Regions from separate parts of the Sus scrofa genome. Here region 2 is linked to region 1. Evidence: chromatin contacts called from public Hi-C data. All regions are on one chromosome and are shown on one strand. The core of a region is the stretch at or near the end of the contact, and the rest is flanking DNA. Distances in the headings are between cores, read along the strand shown.

Region 1 (4,409 bases), core at 8-2,507:
AGCCCCCCAAGCCTAATCAAGAGATGAGGGACCATAGAGGGACATACTTTCCTGAAAGCATGAATGGAGTGTGGGAGGCAACAACACACACTTTTGCACACACAGCCCTTGCCCGAACACCCCCTTTTAGAGTGACTTAATTCGGGCACAGAATGACACACGGTTACCCAAAGCTCCCACACAGCCACACACCTGGTCACACACGTTTTGTACAACACCCGGGCAGACGGACAGAGCCATGAGGACACAGACACACACGGTCCTTTACACACAGCTACAGATGCCCAAATCCCACTGGGATTAGCACAGTCCTCACTTGCTGTCACATTGCCAGTCACACACAGACACACAACTCCAGTCGCAGGCTCACAAGCCTCACACTGTCACATCAGCCCCCTGGTCTCAGCCTCCCACTGTCACACACAGACTGCCTCACGCACAAACACCCTCTCCCCATCACGCCCCAACTCACGCACAGTGGGATATACAACTGCACAGCCACACACAAAACTCTCAGTCACACCCAGCCGTGTGACAAAGGCACACACACGTTTTACCCAGCACCCCTCCAGTACCTCACACACGTCCCCGTCAGTCACTCACACGTGAGTCCCGCCCCCTTTCCCACACCGGGGGTGCGGGAGAGGAGTGGGGGGCTGTAAAAACCGGGTACCTCCTGCCATGATGGGGGCGTGAAGGATAAGCAACACCCAAGGCCCCCTGAAGTCCCCCCACTACCACCCCACTCAGCTTGTGCGAGACGGCGGATGTGAGCTCCGGGTCACCGAGAGGCTGAGAACCCCGAAGCTGGGTTCAGGTTGTCCCCCAAACCATCCCAGCTTGAGGCTGGATGTGAAGCTCCCCTTCTTATTCCCAGAGCCAGGGTGGACGTCCCAGCCCCTCCCTCGCTGCGACCCCTCTCCCTCGAAGCCCAGGGGGGCTCAGGGGGTCCCCAATCCCTTTTCAGCCGGAACCCCAAAGCCCACTCCCCGCTTGGAGCCCTCTGCGCCCGCACCTGCCCGCCGGGCCCCTACCTGTCCGGCGAGGCCTGAGCACAGCAGCAGCAGCAGCAGCGGCGGCGGCGGCGGGACCGTGAGCGGCCACATGACGTGCCCCCGGCCCGGCGTCCGGTCCCCCGCCCGCCCTAGCGGCGCCTCGGCACGAGGACCGCGACCATGCGCGATCCCGCCCGCCCGGCTGGGGCGACCCTCCGCCGCCACCTCCCCCGCCTCGCCGGCGGCTGGGATTCCGCCCCACCCCCGCCCCCCTCGCAAGCTCCCAGTCTTTGTTGCGGGCTCCGCCCCCCCCGCCCCGCCCCCAGCTCGTCTTCGGGCGCCGACCGGGCTGGGTCTGGGGGCGGGGAAGGGGCGGGGGAAGCTGACACAGGGGAGGGGAGCTGGGGACGCAACCCACAGCCCAGAGGCCATTACTGGGGCAGGTCTTGGGGATGGGGGAGGGTCATGGGGATGGGGGAGGATAGGGGGCTCCGTCACGTGGTTGTCAATTTCACCCTCCCTAGACATTTCCTACGTTATAAATGAGGGGTGAGGGGCGAGGGGCGAGGGGCGAGGGGCGGGGGGGGGTCCAGGGGCGAAGGAAGGAAGAGGAAGGCCTGGTAGCAGAAGAGAAACTGAGAGGCCTCTTCTTTAAAGAACTCATCTGTCTACGGAGAAACTGAGGCAAGTCTGTGGAATTGAACGTTGGTAGAAGTGGGTCACTGCTGGGACCACGGTGCAGGGGGAGAGATGGAGACAGAAAGTGAGAAACAGATACAGGTGGCGGGAGACTGCTACGCGGGCCCAAGGGGATGGCCAGCTGGTGGGCATCTTGTTTTCACACATCTCCCTTCCCCAGAGACCCTCTCGCTCAAAGCCTCCCCTCCCCCACCACACCTAGGACAGGCTCTCGCTCTCATTTCAATGACCCAAGTCAGGAGACCAGATTCCCCAGAGAATCAAAACATTAACGCTGCCTGCCCACGAAGCTATTTGCATATGAAAGGCGTCCTTGTCCAGTCTCCAGCCTTCCTCCGCCTCTCCCCTTTCATCAGTCTCCCCAATCAACTTCCTTCCCCAAAGTCCCTCTGTGGCTTTTTGGTTGAGGGAGCAAGCAAGCCAGATTATAGAGGGAAATATCTGTAAAATATCAGGAGTGGGGAGGCCTGGCTTTTTTCTGACCCTACTGGGTGGCAGGCAGATGAAAAGTTATGGATGGTTTCATCAAAACAAGGAGGAAAAGGGTGTTCCCGTTGCAGCTCAGCAGTAACGAACACGACTGGTGTCCATGAGGATGTAGGTTCAATTCCTGGCCTCGCTAAGTGGGTCAGGGATCCAGCAATGCAGTGAGCTGTGGTGTAGGTTGCAGATGTGGCTCAGATCCCACATTGCTGTGGCTGTGGCGTAGGCCAGCAGCTGCAGCTCAGATTCAGCCCCTAGCCTGGGAACTTCCATATGCTACATGTGTGGCCCTAAAAAGCAAAAACAAACAAACAAGGAGGAAGAGCTTGTCCAAAAGGACCTCAGTTCCACTCTGGTTCTGTCACTTCTTGGCCAGGCGACCCAAGGCAAAGAGCTTTCCTTTAAGGAGATCTAGTTCCTCTTGAGTTGTTGGGGACTTCTGTGACTCGGGAGTAAATAGGGCACCTCATCAGCTCTCAGTCCCCAGAGGGCATTACTACAATAAAGCATGGGGCCAGTGAAGGACATTGGCCATGGAATGTGGGACACAGAACAGAATCTGAGCCAGGAAGGCATCTCATCCATCCCTCTATCTCCTCTTTCTAAAAGGGAACATGGTCCTTTGCCAAGCCTGCAGTAGGCATGGAGTAGGAGAGGGATATTGGCTGTTGGAACCCACATACTCTTGACCAAGAGAGGGCTGTGGTCAGCACAGGGGTGGGGCAGGGCCCTGTTTGTCCCTTTCCTACAGAGCAGTGTGTGTCAGGACCATGAACAATATCATCTTTGCCCCTGGTCACTGAGGAGGTCATTGGCATGGTCAAGCTGTGGCCTGGATTGTGTGGTTAGCATTGGTCAATATGCCCTTAGGTCTTCTCCTCTGTATCAGGAGAGAGGGCCCTGAAAACTACATTTCCCAGCTTCCCTTGATCCCTACAAACTACATTTCCCAGGCTGAACTCAGCCAGTGGGAGACTGGAGAGAGATTGGAGGGTGGAAGAAAAGAGAAGCCAGAGTATTTCTCCCTCTCCATCCAGTTTGGGTGTTCCTGGCAGTGACTGTTCTGTCTACTCTGTGGTCTCAGCCCCATTGGGAGTCCCTAAAATAGTTCAATCACCTCCTGCCATGTAGCCCTTATTCCAGTAACTATCTCCTTTCTTTGCTGCTTCAGCCCTTGGAAAGTGGTGGCTTGCTAGTCTAGAGTAGATTCATCTTCTATTTACTTTTTTTTTTGGCCACGCCCACAGCATGTGGAAATTTCCAGGCCCCAGCCATGGCGGTGACCTGAGCTGCTGCAGTGACAACAGCAGATCCTTAACCCACTGTGCCACCAGGGAACGCCATCCTTCTATTTATTCTTAAAGCTTAACTAACACCTCTGTGACTAAATCTGGATATTAAAATCTGGCTGTTGAACCATCTGGCATAAGCTTTGTTTTTCAGACTTGACCCTGGCCAATAGACTCGATGCTATGGACATAACCACAGCTGTGGTCAGTGGCAGTTTCAGTGTCCTTATCATGCTCTAGTCATTGTCCTATTAAACTGTGATCTATACTGCCATCAGCATCCAGGATTTACTGGGATCAGCATTGTGGTCAGTACTGTGGTTTCCACTGGTCATTCTTGATTGAGCTGTGGTCAGTGTGGTGGTCAGCTTCCCGGCTGTATTGTGCTCAGAGTCACAATCACTGTCCTGGTCATTCTATGGTCAGTGTTCTGACCTAGCTTGAGAAGTGACCTGGACATTCTATGGTCAAAATTACAATCAGATCAAACTGTGGTCAGGATCATACTCAGTGTCCTGGGTGTATGGTTGTCATGTTCAAGATCAGCACCATGGTCAATGCTGTGATGAACATGGTGTCTGTCTTCCTCTGTGGTTAGTGTAGTGGCCAGAACTGTGCACCATCATTGCAGAGAGATCAGCTTCTCAAGGACTTTGTGCAACAAAACTGATGGACCAGGTGGCTTGAGGTCTGGTATTGGGCAGTCTGCTCTCCACAACGTGCAGAGGCAGGGTAGAAGGGCCAGCTCTTATCAGCTGGCCATTGGGTTTTCTTAGTTGGTGCTTCTGCAGGCATTGGCTTTACTGACCTGTGATGACCCCTCTATGTGTCCAGCTAGAGAAAGAAACAATCCAAGCCTTTGTTTTCCCATACTCTGCACAGGACCCGGAATATGGAGAAGATGATCAAGAAGAATTTAATAAGTAATGAGTCTAGGCCATGC
Region 2 (4,933 bases), core at 885-3,384, 140 kb after region 1:
ATGCTAGCTCGATGAGGATTTGTTTTATTTGGTGCTGTGTCCACAGTGGCTGGCACAGAGTAAGTTCTCACTATGGTGGCCATTATGATGAGAATCTAGCAGACCTGACTTGTAACAGGGCTGTTTTAGGTTCCCACCCGTTTCCTACCTGCTCAATGCCCACCCTAACCAAGGGATGGGATGTAGCCATGCCCTCCCCCTCCACTGGATAAGGAGTAATTGGCAATTATAATGGGAGAGCCCCTCCACACCTCCCCACTTCCCTCAGGATAAAATCCCAGGTCCTATGTGCTGCCTAAAGGCCCCCATCCCTGCTTGCAATCCCACTGGCCAGCCACAAAGAACTGTGAACTATTTATATTCACTAATAGAGCAGGCTCCAGAGAAAGGTGCATAGACCCCACAAACAAAAGGTTGAGGTTCAAGAACACATTAGAACACTTCTCTTTTTTTTGTTTTTTGGCAGCCCCTTGGCTTATGGAGTTCCCAGGCCAGGGATCAGATCCAAACCACAGTTATGACCTATGCTGCAGCTGAGGCAATGCAAGATCCTTAACCCACTGTGCAGGGCCGGGGATCGAACCTGCATCCCAGCACTCCAGGAACACCACCGATTCCGATGCGTCACAGTGGGAACTCCGGAACATTTCTATTTTTTTTTTTTTTTTTTTTTTTTAATAATATTTATTTATTTATTTATTTATTTTTGCCTTTGTCTTTTTGTCTTTTGTCGTTGTTGTTGTTGTTGCTATTTCTTGGGCCGCGCCCGAGGCATATGGAGGTTCCCAGGCTAGGGGTTGAATCGGAACTGTAGCCACCGGCCTACGCCAGAGGCACAGCAACGCGGGATCCGAGCCGCGTCTGCAACCTACACCACAGCTCACGGCAACGCCGGATCATTAACCCACTGAGCAAGGGCAGGGACCGAACCCGCAACCTCATGGTTCCTAGTCGGATTCGTTAACCACTGCGCCACGACGGGAACTCCCGGAACATTTCTATTTTTAATGTCCTTTTTTTTTTAGTCTGCTGAGGAATATCTTTATGTACTGAATACATTATTATTAAATAATCTATGGAATCTCTCAGTATAATTGTATTTGTATATAGTTTATACACAAATAGCCACCTGGGGATGGAGCTTGAACATAGGGGTGCTCACTGAAAAATGATTTTTGGAGTCATTTGTCCTAATGCAATTTAGCCCCTCAGAGGGTATTTGGCAGCATCTGGAGACACTTTCAGTTGTCTCAACTGGGGCAAGTGTGCCACTGGCATCTGGTGGGTAGAGGCCAGGGATGCAGCTCAAAACCCTACAATGCACAGGGCAGGTCCCCACCACAAAGAACCATCCAGCCCCAAGTAGAGCTGAGGTTGAGAAGCCCTAGATTAAAGCGCTAGATTCTCTTGATTCTGGGGTCTTTGCAGGACTAGCTCCCTCCTTCCCTACTCCATTCTTCGCTTAGCTGAGACCTCATACTTCAAGGATTCCTCAGAGAAGCCATTTCTGAAGCCTTCAGGCTGGGCCAGAGCCCTTCCTAAGAGCTCCTCTAGCCCCCTCTTCGCCCCCTGCTAGGTTAGAAAAGTTCGGACCCCTGGGGTTCTCAACCTTCCCATTTACAGTGTAAATTCCCTGTAATCCCCTAGACAGCCTAACTCTGGACAACTGCTAGAGACCCCGGGAATTTGTGTTCTTAACAAGCATCTCTTCCTTCCCCCCAGCTGCTTGCCCCTCCTTATCTTACACATAGTAGGTGACCCAGTGACCAGTTAAGTGTCTACAACCTGCCAGGCGCTACTAACTGCTCTACGCAGGGAATCGAATCCTGGCAAACACACACCGCCCCCGCCACCGCCCCGCCGCCAAAATACACCCAGACTGTAGCCACTACCATCATCCCATCTTACAGAGGAGTAAATTGAGGTTCAGAAAGGGGACGTGGCCAGGTAAGAGACTCAGAGCAAGAAAGGGGTCCAGGTGCTGAATACTGCCTGATTCCCGGGGAGGGGAGGGGATGGAACAATGAAATGGGGGGGCGCGAGCTAACGGGGGCGCGGAAACTCGCCGCGGCCTTCCGATGCGGCCCCACCCCCACGAGGGACGTGAAGACGCGGACCCCGCGCAGCGTGGGGACATGTGACCGACTGCAGAGGCCGCGCTGCCTCCCCCGCCCGAGGTCTGCGCGCTCCGCCGCAGGGTGCAGATCGGTGGCGCCCGCCTGGGTTTGGGGCGCAAGAGCAGAGGCGGAGCCAAGGCGGAGCCAGCGCGCCCCGTCCCCCCTTTCCCTATCGAAAGCGAAACGGAGGGCCGGAAAGGAAGGGCGGAGCCCGCCTGGAGGCCCCGCCCCCTGCCCTGCGCGGCGGCAGGACCGACGGGCGCGCCCAGGTAGGGGGTCGCTGAGCGCGCAGTGCGGACCCTCGCTGGGACCTGCGCCGCCACCATGTCTCAGGAAGGTGTGGAGGTAGGAGATGGCTGCCAGTGGGCCGGGGGCCTGCGAGAGATGCTGGGGAGGAGTTCGGGGCGCGAAAGGGGCTTCGCAGTTCCTGGGGACTCCATCTGAAACCCAGACCAATCCTTAGGCTGGCACTCGTTCCCCTCAGAAAGGAGAGTGGCCACCACATGCCCTAGAGCGAAATGCGGCCTCCTCGAGGAAAAGCGGAGGCTGCTGGGTCAAGGGTCAGAGGCCAGGGGTTACCTGGCGGGCCTCCTCTCTTAGCCTAGGACGCTCACCCTGGTCCGCTCCCTCCCCCAGTGCCTTGTAGGGACTTTGGCTTTTTCCAGGAAATGCAGTAGAGGGATTGGGGGGGGGGGGGTGCTGTGCAGAAGCCAAAACCAAGGGTCAAGTTCAGGCCAAGAAAAAGGATGCCTAGGGATGGGGGAAGGGCCATCGCTCCTCTCCTTCCTCCTTCGGAGCCCCCTGTCCCCACCCCAGCTGGAGAAGAGCGTCCGGCGCCTCCGGGAGAAGTTTCATGGGAAGGTATCCCCCAAGAAGGCGGGGACTCTGATGAGGAAATTTGGCAGCGACCACACCGGAGTGGGGCGCTCCATCGTGTACGGTGAGCAGGCCGGATCGAGGGCCTGGTGGGGGTTCTGCAGAGGAGCACTGGAGGGGGGTGTGGTCTGTGTTGGGGGTAGAAAGAAGCGATGAGATCATCTCTTTGGGGAGCGGTCTGTATCAGGGGTTCTGGGGACACTGAAACTCCCACAAGATCTTTCAAGGGCCCTTCACTTACACTTACTCTCCCCACCAGGGGTAAAGCAGAAAGATGGACAGGAACTGAGTAATGACCTGGATGCCCAGGTAAACTGTCCCTCTCCCTCAAAGGATGTGCTAAGGGGAGGGAGAACAGAAGGGTAAGCTCATTCACGCTGAGCCCCCGCTGTGCACTGTCAGTCCACAACTCATGGTACAGCCTCATTCACTTATTCACCTCTCAGTCTTGTATCTGGCTGGCGGGCCTGCAAACAGTAGGTGCTCATTACATGCTGACTGTATTCAGTGGGGGTGAGACAAGAAACTAGCCAGTGAAATGAATCGGGATTAATGTCATTTACAGAGGAGCCACAGAGGTCAGGGAAGGCTTCCTGGAGGAGTTGGAAGGAAGTTGTTCAAGATCAGGGAGGAGTCATCCCTGGGAAGGGGAGGAGTCAGAAAGGGTCTTCCTGGAAGAGGGAGGCTGTGCGAGCAAAGGAACATGCGGACAGGCTGGGATGAGCAGGAGGTGGGGGAGGAGAGAGGGGCAGGGGATCCCAAAGGAATGAATGAATGAATGAATGAAAGGCTTTGAGGCATAGACACAACAGGGCCACTTTGCCCCTTAGATGGCTTTGGTGTCTGGTGCACTGGTTTCACCTGTCTAAAAGGCCCAGCATAGAGTTCTTAAAAAGTGTAATAAAGGATGAATTACACTCTTAACATTCATATATTTACATTTATACATATGATGAGTATGATAAAATAGCAAAGAGTGTCATTGATAAAGCACTTCCCCTGTGGCAGGACTCCAGGACTTTTACCTGTTGACTGATTTCATTGCCACAGGTCCTATGAGACAGGTCCTATTAAGATACTAGCATGTCCATTTTACAGATGAGAAAACTGAGACACAGGGTGATGAAGCCACTTGCCAGGTTCATGCAGAAGGCAGGTGACAGCTGGGATTTGAACCTCCGCCACCTAGAGTCAGAACCTGGGCTCTTAGATGTCCCTCAGTAGTGGGAATGGCTTGGCTACACCCCCACAGCTGGAGGTAATGAGGCCAGGATTTCAACCCCCATCTCCCTAAATCCAGAGCCCAAGCACTTAGCCTAAAGCAGCATGGCCTCAAAGAGGTGACCTGTCACCATGCCAACAAATGTGTGGCATTTGTGAGTAGGACAGGAGCATGGGGTCCAGGCCTGCCCCACCAGGTTCACTCAGGGTAAATTCAGCAAGCCCTCTCCCAGCTCTGGGCCTCAGTTTCCCCATCTGAACAATGGGGGTAATAAATATGCCTACCTCTCAGGGTTGCTCTAAGGACAACTGAAGTCACACATCCTGCCCTGAGGAAATAGATACTTCTCAGTCAATCAACTCCTCCTGAGTTAGGAACACCCTGCTTTTTTTTTTTTTTTTTTTTTTTTTTGCCACTTCACGGCATGTGGAGTTCCCAGGCAAGGGATCAGACCTAAGCCTCAGTTGCAACCTAAGCCGCAGCTGTAGTAATGGAGTATCCTTAAATCGCTGTGCTGGGCCAGGGATCAAACCTGCATCCCAGCACTCCCAGGACACCATTGATCTGGCTGTTCCACAGCAAGAACTCCTAGGGACACCCTACTCTTAATATGGGGCCAGAACCCCCGCTCCCCAGAAGCCCCACCCACAGAAAAGATGCATGAGCCACATCCCCAGTTTCTGCCCTGGTGTCTCCACTTAGGACCCCCCAGAGGATA

Evidence for each region. Hi-C and Micro-C count contacts between places; a contact is called where the count stands out from the background.
Region 2: a contact with region 1 is called in a Hi-C map of liver, with 2.8 times the contacts expected there. The contact joins the promoter of C2H19orf66 here to the promoter of OLFM2 in region 1. A contact is called at or near these places in 1 of 5 promoter capture datasets (liver) and 7 of 47 Hi-C or Micro-C datasets (embryonic fibroblasts, epiblast stem cells, fetal liver and 2 more).

The regions. Positions count from the first base shown.
Region 1 is chr2:68,805,950-68,810,358 of Sscrofa11.1, forward strand. OLFM2 (noelin-2) reads right to left here and starts at 1,258. Exons shown (of 6, transcript XM_003123228.4): 1 at 1,035-1,258. The coding sequence starts at 1,106.
Region 2 is chr2:68,940,112-68,945,044 of Sscrofa11.1, forward strand. It overlaps C2H19orf66 (chromosome 2 open reading frame, human C19orf66), which reads left to right and starts at 2,135. Exons shown (of 8, transcript NM_001244321.1): 1 at 2,135-2,462; 2 at 2,934-3,057; 3 at 3,253-3,302; 4 at 4,918-4,933. The coding sequence starts at 2,442.